2 separate regions of the Danio rerio genome follow, and region 2 is linked to region 1. Evidence: chromatin contacts called from public HiChIP or PLAC-seq data. All regions are on one chromosome and are shown on one strand. The core of a region is the stretch at or near the end of the contact, and the rest is flanking DNA. Distances in the headings are between cores, read along the strand shown. Region 1 holds the start of romo1 (reactive oxygen species modulator 1). Region 2 holds the start of mtss1 (MTSS I-BAR domain containing 1).

Region 1 (5,682 bases), core at 2,850-5,349:
TGCTTTAAATGTCGTCAGATCTATGTTTGTATTTACCTAAAGTACACATTGTCTGCTTTTTCCCCTGCTTGGTTTCTCAGAACTGTTCATCAGTCTGTTCAGTTTTATTTTGACCAGTTGTCAAGTTTCCAGGCTTATGAACAGTTTCTTCTGCTGCTTTAATGTGCGCAGGTGTGCCTTTACAAGCTTTAATTCTTCTACGCTCTCATTATGTTGTGGTGTTGATCATTGATGCTGTAAAAATCAAAACTGTTTTGTTAATGAGACTGTTTTTGGGAAGTCTGGGTTTTTAATCTTTGGGGAAAAAAGGTTTCTGTGCTTCCTTACCAAAGCTCACAATCTTTCTAAGTAACAAGGTACAGAACTAACACTATTTTTTTGCTTGGTCATGCATAGGCTGTTCTTTCAATGGCTGAAGTGCATATCCAATACTTCATTAACTTCTATGCACCATGGATTAAAGGTGCCAAAAAAACAACAACAACATTTTGATCTAAAGAGACGAGTCCCCTTATGTTTTGGCTATTACAATTGTCTTCTAGTATTTGAATGATTTTAAAAGTGTTTGTCACAAATTCCTTTTGAAATCAAACCCATTTAGTGACTATTTTCTCTTCTTTCTGCAGTGCATGCTGTGGAGAGTAAGTTGATCTTTTATATTTTAATAAATCTTTATTCCAAGACAAGTTAGAATTTACCTTGTTACTACATCAGTGATTCTGCTTTTTTCTGCAATTAATTTGAGATTTTAGCCTTTAACTAATAGTCAGTTTGTTATTTGACATTGCATTTTCAATTAATTTGTCGATTTCCATCAGTAAGTGTGTCTGTGACCCCTTAACAAACTACTCTCTGCCTTTATTTGGAAAATGTGCAATTCCTAGTCTAATCAAATGAACTAAACTAAAATGCATTGATATGTTTGTCATCATTGCAAACACTTATTCATATTTTTCAATTTGCTTTATTTTCAGTTCATGATCTGCAAAGCTTTGGCCTAGACAATGTGAGTTGTTCAGTTCTCTTCTTCAATAAGATTGCTCTTGTGTTTGCTCAGAATATTAGACCAAAATTTAATGATTTTGTTTTGTTTGACCACAGATCAACATGACACATTTCATCAAACATCTTTCATTTGGCAAAGACTATCCTGGAATTGTCAACCCCTTAGATGATACTAATGTAGCAGCACCTCAAGGTAAGTGTGTGCTATTTCTTATTGTCATGCTTAAACTTAAAATGTGTTTCAAACAACGTTGTTTTTCAAAATAAATAGCCCTTCTTCATTGTAAGCCCTCCGTAAACTGCAGAAAGGTCATTTAAGTTGACTTTAACCTGTTCTGGTGAACTCCAATAAAAAGTAGGGCTGTCATTATCGATCAACAATCAGGTCTTACATTTGAGCCTTAGAGATTTACAGAAAAAAAAACATTTCTATTACTCTTTATTAACACCGATGTCCTTGAATCTGGGTGTGATAACAAACGGGTGAATGGAAAATGCTTCAAAGTCCTATTACTTGAGTGGCATTAGTGTGATCTCAGCAGCGGATTCCCATCCCAATCGCCATGAAGGTCCCAAACGTACCACCGCTTTGCATCATCGTCTTCCCAACTCCGCCCATCAACTCTCGACCCCGCATGCCAATCCTGAATAGAACAAAATAAATAAATAAAAATGTCAGATTTTTTAGCAAATGTTACAGGATATTTTGTTTTATAAATTAGGCTAAATTACAGAACTAGATCACCTGCAAAATAAATATTTGCTGTTAATTTACTCACATTCAGGTCAAATTGAAAGTAAAGCATTAAAGTTAAGCTCAAACCGTGACTATTGGAGATTCATAAAATGCAAGTCCTCAGTGTGTTCAGTGTTGCCAGAGTCGCGGTTTTCCCACACTATTGAGCTCTTTTCAAAAGAAAGTGTTATGGGAAAGAAAGTTGTTTTTTTTCTGAGGCTTCTTTGCAATGTCTTTACTGCCAAAATGTTTCCCTTTCAAGAATACAAAATTATAAATTAATTCTTAATAGACATTAATCCCAGAATACATATCTGGCAACCCTAAGACTGCTGCTAGTGAGCGAGTAAAAAATAAATAAATAAATGAACAGAACATTAGTTACTCCTACATCTGAGAAAGGTACTTCAGAAGTAGTATTTTTCTTGTGCAGATGGTCAGTACCTTCAAACATATTCTGTATCTACAAGGATTTGTATCAAATATATAAGGCCGCATTTACACTGCATGTTTCAAGTGACTCAATTCCAATTTTTTTTTCCCCATGTGGCACAGATAAGATATGCCCTGTGTAAGCAGAAAAAAAATTACATGGATTCCAATTTACTCAAATCATATTCAGGCCTTATTCATATGTGGAAATTTATCCAATATGAATCCAATCTGTGTCCTCTTGTTTGCAGTGTAAGCAGGTAGTTTGGATTTTCACCTGTCTATGCGAGTCGCACATGATTAAAAATCGTAGCAAATGATGTCAACTCTGATGCTTTCATTTAAGAACAGACTTCAGCAGAGTCCCAAACCTTAAATGTCATACACAAGGACTAAAAAAGCTTTTATATTGTCATGTAGCACAAGTATTTAAGCATGTTAACGAGAGAGTGCACTCAACACCCTTCAACCCCATCCGTAAACAAGATAGGCTTAACTAAAACTGTTGCATACTCTTTTGTCATATCTATAGTAAACATATTACAACTTTTGTCATAACTATAGAAAAAAAACTTGTCAAAAAGAATTTAAAACAAACTATTAAATTAAAACAAAAAATGGACTACTATTCATTTTTGGGCATGTTTCGAGCTTAACATTGTTCTTGGACCTGGCAACCCTGAGTATTTTCATGACAGCCATGAGCACAACTTGCATTATATAAAAGACACATGATGTTTTGATTATTATTCTACAGAAAGAGAGAAGAAAAGCCATTAAGTGTATCGCCTCATTATTTTAACATTAGATTTAAATTACCAGGTGAACTGTTCCTTTTAAGTTTATACCTGAGACAGGAGAAAGTCCCAAACATGGCACCTGCAGCCATTCCTACAGCAAAGCCCATCATGAAGCCCATCTTGACTCTGTCAAAGCAGCTGGGCTGAGCCTGCTGTCCGTACGATCCTACACTCACCGGCATCTGGAAGGAGGACAAGACACAATGTAGCTTTACTTGTAGTTGGTTACTTTTGGGCATTTCTTGCATTCGGTGTATGTTTGTATGCGTTTAATGATAAATATAATGAATAATACTAATTATATTATGTGTGTTTGTATTTAAGGATGTAAAATCAATACATTCTCATTATTTACCCTAAAGTGGTTCCAAACAAAAAAAAAATTGTTTCTTCGGTTTAACACAAAAGATATTTTGAAGAAAGATGAAAACCCGTAACCACTGACTTCCATTGTAAAAAAAAAAAAAAAAAAAAAAACACTGTGGAAAGCAATGGTTACAGATCCTCAACATTCTTCAAAATATCTTCTTTTGTATTTAACAGAACAAACAAGTATAAATAAATGATGACAGTTAGATTTTTTTTGGTGGACTATTACTTTAATGTAGATATAAATTCAGTATTGTTAACGTGCACGTTTTGAATCAGTTGACATAAAATGACCTCTACATAGTGCACATAATGCTGTTGTCTAGATAAGTAGCGCACTACTTTAATGATAAGTCTGGCACCTGCGCGTTATATAAAACAAGGTAATTTTGACAAGCTAAGAGGAGCTGATATAGCTGTAAGTTACGGTATATTGCCGTTAAAGTAAAACTAAAACCTACAAGACAAATTTAACGCACGTGAACTGGATTATTTCGTTAAATGTCATCAAGGTCTCCGGCCTTAAACAAGCTCAACCGCTCTCGGTTATGGACACCGCGAGCAGTTATCGAAAAATATATTTGAAGAAAGTCTTCTTACCTTGTTCAAATCGCTATTTTAGTGGCCCTGTTGGTTAGTTTTTGTGACAACCTAGCTCAATGTTTGCGATAGGACTGTTTCACACGGACGCCATTACTTGAGAGGAAGTGCCAAAGTACAAGCGGAGAATTCAAGCTTATGAAGCGCTGCAGCGCCCTCTAGTGCCAGAGCCAGTCACCTGTTTATCACTAGACACCCCCTGTTGGTGAATAAAGGAACTGACAGCGGTTTCTAACCAACTTTATTTTGTTTTGGTAAAAACAAATACAAAGATAAAGGTGGATATACTGCGTTGTTTCTGGGTTAATTACTTATTAATGAACATGAATGTTCGAAAGACTCAGCCCTCCACTGTTAAAGGTCCAGCATTTGTCCTATACATAAGCTCATTTGTCCTATTTTGACTGCTGTTCCATCATAAATTGTGAAAATAACCCATCTAACAAGTGGAATCCTCTGTTGGCTGTCATGACTTCAGCTAATCAGTTTTGGCCAGTGCAAACAATTATTTTTCATGAGTCTAACATCTGTGCTGTTAAATAGAGAAAACATTTTACAGGAAACTTTTATTCTAAATCGTGAACCTTATTCATAAAACAAAAATTGATCAATAAAAAGGTGTGAAGCACTAAAGGCAGCTCATATTAAAGTTAATTGTAATACTAATCAGGTCATTGTTATCCATGAATTTTCAATTTTTTATTTTTAACGAGAAAAATCTAGAAAAATTGTGAAGCTCTGAATTATTTATTTATTTATTTATTTATTTATTTATTTTTATTGAAATGGCCAAATTCTAACTAAGGAACGTTAAATGTGCTGGCCAGGTTATTTTTTTAAAAAATAAATGAACATAAGCTTAAGTTTTTATTAAAAAAAAAAAAAACAAATGCTGATAAATCATGAAGCGATTCTTAACCAGTGGGCTGCGGCCCACTAGGGGGCCTCAGTGATCCTGCAGGTGGGCTGCGAGATTAAAATGAGCTTAAATATTATACTATAATTATTTGATTTTATTATTAAATATGCCATATTAAAGTAATAGTAGTAATGGCATTTCCCATTTTCTGTGATTAAACAGGCTAATTCGGACTCTGTGCAAAAACACCCTCACTGTTAATTACAGACATAACTGTGGCCTAAATTTTCAATTGCTGCGTGTCAACTGAATAACTTGTAAAGAATAACTGAAGTAAAGAATTCAGAAGTTTTGAACCTGTCTGTACATTTAAAAAAATATATAAAAATATATATAAAATATAATAATATATATGTACAATGTTTCTGTTTATATATATATATATATATATATATATATATATATATATATATAAGCAAAACATTTATTTTGCCTCCTATTATTCTAATAATAATATAATAATAGGAGGCAAAATAAATGTTTTGCTAATAAATAAAGTTTTAAAACAAGCATTTTCTCTAGACACTCAGTTTTGGGCCTTCAAAACAGGAGAAAATCAGAGATAAAAGTGGGCATCGAAGAGAAAAAGGTTGAGAACCCATTTTTAAGTATGTTTTTTTTTTATCTTTAAGGGAAATGTTTTGGTACCTCAAAAAGTTTGGTTCTGATGACCATCCAACAAGCTATCTAAACAAAAAGTGCTTAAAATGTCATTAAATGCAGTATTTAAACCTAGAAAATGAGGCGAATAACTGAAGGTCCAGTTTTTGAGAAAAAAAGATCCACCCTTTCACCAGGATGGCTACGGGCCTGTTTATTAC
Region 2 (5,260 bases), core at 1,683-4,182, 280 kb after region 1:
ATCGCAAAATAACACAATATTGCATTTATGGTTTCACAAGTCTTCATGTTGTTTTATATATATTGCTCAGCAACGTGGACCCCTTCAAATGGCAATGAAAGAGTCAGCATATTGTATATACAATATATAATTCAGCCAAAAATGTCATTTCTATCTTCATGTGCTGACACAATGTTTACTACGGAGAGGACGCGCGCACCTGCCCACGAATGAGGTTTACTTTAGTTGTTTGTTGTTTAGTTGTTGTATTCATTGATATGTTTTTTCTTTTAGAGAGAACACAAAGTGTTGTGCATGAGAAAAAATGTTTAACAGAGCCAGTATAACTACTCTAGCCTATACAACGTTGAATATAATGCAAGCGGGAATCTGATAATGACAAATGTTTCATTTTACCAGTGAATAAATGGTCAAATAATGTTGTCAATGACAGATTCCAAGCACATGTCTCAAACATAATAATTCAACATCAGAATTATGAATAGTTGTATTCTGATGTAATCACTTTACAGTGCATTAATGACCAGGACAAATTTAAAGTCTAATCAAGTCCACCGTTCCAAGTCTATACAAGCTTTAGGATTTTAACCAACAGTAGACCTACACATAGGCCTGATATTATTGTTGTTGTTTGACCGTATGTTTTAGCAATTGTAATAACAACAGGCTACTCATTTTAACCTTTATTTTACATCTACAGAATCGTGAAAAATGATTCTTATTTTAAGCAGAAATAATAAAGATCATTGCCAATGTGTTTTTTGACTCTCACAATGTGGTTATTTGACTTTCAATTTGTAGACGAAAGATGCCTTTAAACACATAACATGCAAAAAAGGCAAAATATTTTTTGTTACGTAAGCATTTTTGGAAGCTGTGCATACAAAAAACAACACACATAAAAATATTCAACTTATATGCTTGCATTCTGACTGTACCATAGTAAATTGAGCTTTAATCCCTCTATATTTTAATACGATGAATAAAACCTGAGTCACATACTGAGCAACGCTTACAACAGCATATGACACATGTTAAAAACTTCCTGCTCACCTGTGGACACACACACACACGCGCAAGCACGCACATCATTTCAACAAATTCAAATAAGCCAACAATAAGTCAGAGTTATTACAATGAACAACTGGTATCTGTAAAAACCAAAAACACATAAGAAATGTAGTCCAAACATGACAGCAAAGTTCCTCATACACAGACAGACCATTTAAAATGGAAACATCCCATTGAAGTTGAAACGGTCACTGAAGCTACACCAATTACAGGGTCTCCAACACAGGACAAGACTGTTAACAAGAACTTCTGACAAATGACAAGCTCAGCTGCCACATTTTACAGACTGATTGATATTGTCAACAAGGGCAGGTAATAGACTGATATATGCCACACTCAGAAACAGTCACTGAGGTGGTCCTCTTTCAACAGGTACATTTTTGTACTTTTATGTACAACATAAGTACCTTAAGGTGCAATATAGACCCTTTAGGTACTAATATAGAACTTTAAGTGAATATGGATCGTCTCGGTATTAATATACAGTTGAAATCAGAATTATTAAACTGCTTTTGATTTTTTTTTATATTTCCTAAATTATGTTTAACAGAGCAAGGAAATTTTCACAGTATGTCTGATAATATTTTTTCTTCTGGAAAACGTCTTATTTGTTTTACTTTGGCTGGAATAAAAGCAGTTTTTAATTTTTTTTTTTTACAATTTTAAGGTCAACCTTATTAGCCACTTTTAATCTATATATTTTTAATTGTCTTCACAGAACAAACCATTAAACAATAACTTGCCTAATTACCCTATCCTGCCTATTTAACCTAAATAACCTAGTTAAGCCCTTAAATGTCACTTTAAGCTGTATAGAAGTGTCTTGAAAAATATCTAGTAAAATATTATTTAATGACATCATGACAAAAATAAAATTAATCAGTTATTAGAAATGAGTTATTAATTATGTTTAGAAATGTCTTGAAAAAAACAAAAATTTGGGGAAAAAATAAACAGGGGGGGCAAATAACTCTGACTTCAACTGTATACTCTTTAAATACAAAAGTGTACCGTTCTATTAACAGCTTTTGTACCTTTATTTCTATGTATATGGTATTGAATGAATACTATATTCATTTATAAATACTCAATATACATATTTAGACATACTTGGCCATATTTATATATTCTTTTAGCCACAAAATAGTCTTTTTTCCTAAATAACATACCTAGATGTACTACTTAAACATGATGGTATTGCTATGGTACTGATGACATTACAGCAACAGGGTATTGTCATTGTGGTAATTGTGTTTTTAATAAAGGTTCTATGATAATAGAACATTGTGTCATACAGATATTGAAATAATGAGACATGCCAAAGGAAATCAATGGATCTGCATGGTACACGAAAACAAAACATGACACCATAGTCCAAATTTCTGCAAGTTATCTCTTTCAAGATAACCATGGTGCATGTCAATGACATGTTAAACCATTGTACTTTATTTAACGTAATGTGACAGTAATCCCATTTAGCATTAAAAATAAAAGCTGCGACAACCTCATCTTTTAACCGTATTGCATGCTTCATAAACATATAGACTATGACAAACACTACTACATCTGAGATGTTCTGTAACACAGATGTAAATAGTGATTTGAAGAGGCGGCTGGATTCACATCTATCAGCAGCCGGCCAACCAACCACAGAACTGTTGCCAACCCTCCAAAACAGCTGGAAAATAACTTATTCTGGGCCCTTGTGCAGGCACACTCCAAACCCACCCATGATGATGGGGGGAAAATCAAAGCATCGGGTGTGTTGTTTTAATTTGAGAGGGACTCACCTTCATGTCGTTCATGATGATTTGGAAGAGCCCTCCCAAAGCGCTGCACTCCTTCTCCATTCCCGCATCCATTTTACCAGCCCAAAAGCACACGCGCAGCGCTGACACTTCTCCTGCCTGCGAAAGCTCACCTCGAAAACCGCTGTCAATATCTGAAGGGCGCGGTGGAAATCTGTTTTTGAAGGTTATCGTGTGAATAAGGCAAAATGTGATAAATTAATGCAAAAACAGTGAGTGTTATTCCGCTGATTGGCTGCCCGGCGCAAGCAAACTAGTCCCGGCCACGCAACTTACTAAACCTCTGAAAATACCTCGCATCGCCACGATAAAAGAGGATAAAAATAACTAAAAACGTGATTTTTAATAATAAGTCTCCAGGTCAAAAAAGTGCCACGTAAGCGCAGGTAAACCCGCAGAAAAATGCGACCGTTGAAAAGTCGAAGTACCTGGCTCGGCGTTTTCAAAAGCTTGGCTCTGCTAGATCGATAGTCACGTTAGTTTAGGTCGCAACAACCGCCGTATTTTTTATTCCTCATGGTTTCATTCAGTCGATCCAGCCGCTGATAAATCCTTAGTTGTGATGATTTTAAACGGTTGCAGTTTAAACGAGGCTTTCTGGTGAAATGAATGCGGCCAAAACTGACTAAACTTTCGACTCCTGATAGATTCCACAGAGTGAGTGAGTGGTAAACATTATTCACCGCTGGCTCTCTCTCCCTCGCGCTCGTTTGTGTGGATCGGCTCGCGGACGAACTCAAAAAGGGGCGGAGCATCAACACTTCGGAAATCTTCGTGCCTTTCCGTCTATGCTACTTTTGCCATTCACAGATATGTATTGAGACCTGATTTAGATAAGATGTTTTCAAAGGTTTTTGCTTGTCGTTTTTAGATTTTATTTGATTTCCAGTTCTTATAACACATTCCTCATAATAATTATTTATAGCATTATTTTGACACATCAATAGAGTAAAAGGGTGACCAGTAGCATCTCCTATATATATATAGGAGATGCTACTGGTCACCCTTTTACTGTATTGTGTGTGTATATATATATATATATATATATATATATATATATATATATATATATATATATATATATATATATATATATATATATATATATATATATATATATTTTTTTTTTTTTTTTTTTTTTTTTACTCTATTATATATATATATATATATATATATATATTTTTTTTTTTTTACTTTATTATATATATATATATATATATATATATATATATATATATATATATATATATATATATATATATATATATATATATATATATATATATATATATCCCTGCTGCATTAGATATGAGTTATATTAATATTATCATAAATGCTTTTTAAACCAACATGTCTAAAATATTTTGGGGTTGTAGATAAAAAATAACGGAAGATTCCATCACATATTGTGAAAATAACTAATAAAAGAAGGCTTTGAGACTAGTTTAAATATTAATTATTATTAAAATGGACATATTCTAACTGAGGAAATGAGCTGGCTAGTTTGTTATTTGCCTATAGTCTACAGTTTTTAATTTATAACAGTTTTAACAGATTCCTAATTCCTTTTTTATAAATGATGGATGATAATGCATTACCATTTAAAAAGTGAAGTATATTTTATTAAAAAATTTTAATTAAAATTATTTTCTCATTACATTATTTATAAAACTGCAATAGCATAATGTACATTTGTAAATAATAACAAATTTTTGTAAACATAAAATAGTATAGTAAGCACTTTGACAAAAGTGTAGGAAACATTTTTGTTGCATCAAAAGTGTAATGATAACCATCCGACAAGCTAAAAATAGTGTTTAAAATGACACTGACATGCAGTGTTTGATCCTCATAATTTAATAGAAAATGAGGCAAACGATTGCGATAAGGCCCTTTTTTTTGAGAAAAAAGAACCATCCATTTTTATAAGCTGGCTATAGGCATGTTAACTGAAAACTGATAAGAAAAAAATATATCTGTATTTTAATATCATGAATAAAGCTGGAGTAATATAGGTAATGCTTGCAGCATTGCCCTATTGCCCCAATATGTAAATGTACATTTTTTGTGTTGAGTTATATGCATATAAAATGTTGAATGTTGTTCTTATTAAATTAAACTCATTTTAAATAACTGGCCAAGATCTTATTTTTTTAGAATTAATGTCAGTTAATATTACATCATTTTAATATACAGTTTAAAAATATTAATAAAAATCAGGTTATTCATAAAAAGGTCATTCCCCCTTATATTATTTTGACTACACTATTATTTCATGCACCAAGTGACATTATATATTTATTTATTTATTCATTTATTCAATCTTCATTCGGCATAGTCCCTTTATTAATCTGGGGTCGCCAAAGTGGAATGAACCGTCA

Evidence for each region. HiChIP or PLAC-seq counts read pairs in DNA pulled down with a chosen protein or histone mark.
Region 2: an H3K4me3 HiChIP or PLAC-seq map of gastrula embryo shows a contact between it and region 1, with 5 times the contacts expected there. The contact joins the promoter of mtss1 here to the promoter of romo1 in region 1. A contact is called at or near these places in 4 of 18 Hi-C or Micro-C datasets (caudal fin, embryo and hematopoietic stem cells) and 2 of 4 datasets of contacts at active chromatin or transcription factors (embryo and gastrula embryo).

What each region holds. Positions count from the first base shown.
Region 1 is chr6:53,045,263-53,050,944 of GRCz12tu, forward strand. romo1 (reactive oxygen species modulator 1) reads right to left here and starts at 4,100. Exons shown (of 3, transcript NM_200797.4): 1 at 3,943-4,100; 2 at 3,022-3,155; 3 at 910-1,649. The coding sequence starts at 3,155. The coding sequence ends at 1,541. ergic3 (ERGIC and golgi 3) reads left to right here. Exons shown (of 13, transcript NM_201015.1): 8 at 975-1,006; 9 at 1,102-1,198.
Region 2 is chr6:53,327,062-53,332,321 of GRCz12tu, forward strand. mtss1 (MTSS I-BAR domain containing 1) reads right to left here and starts at 2,933. Exons shown (of 15, transcript NM_001123252.1): 1 at 2,862-2,933. The coding sequence starts at 2,933.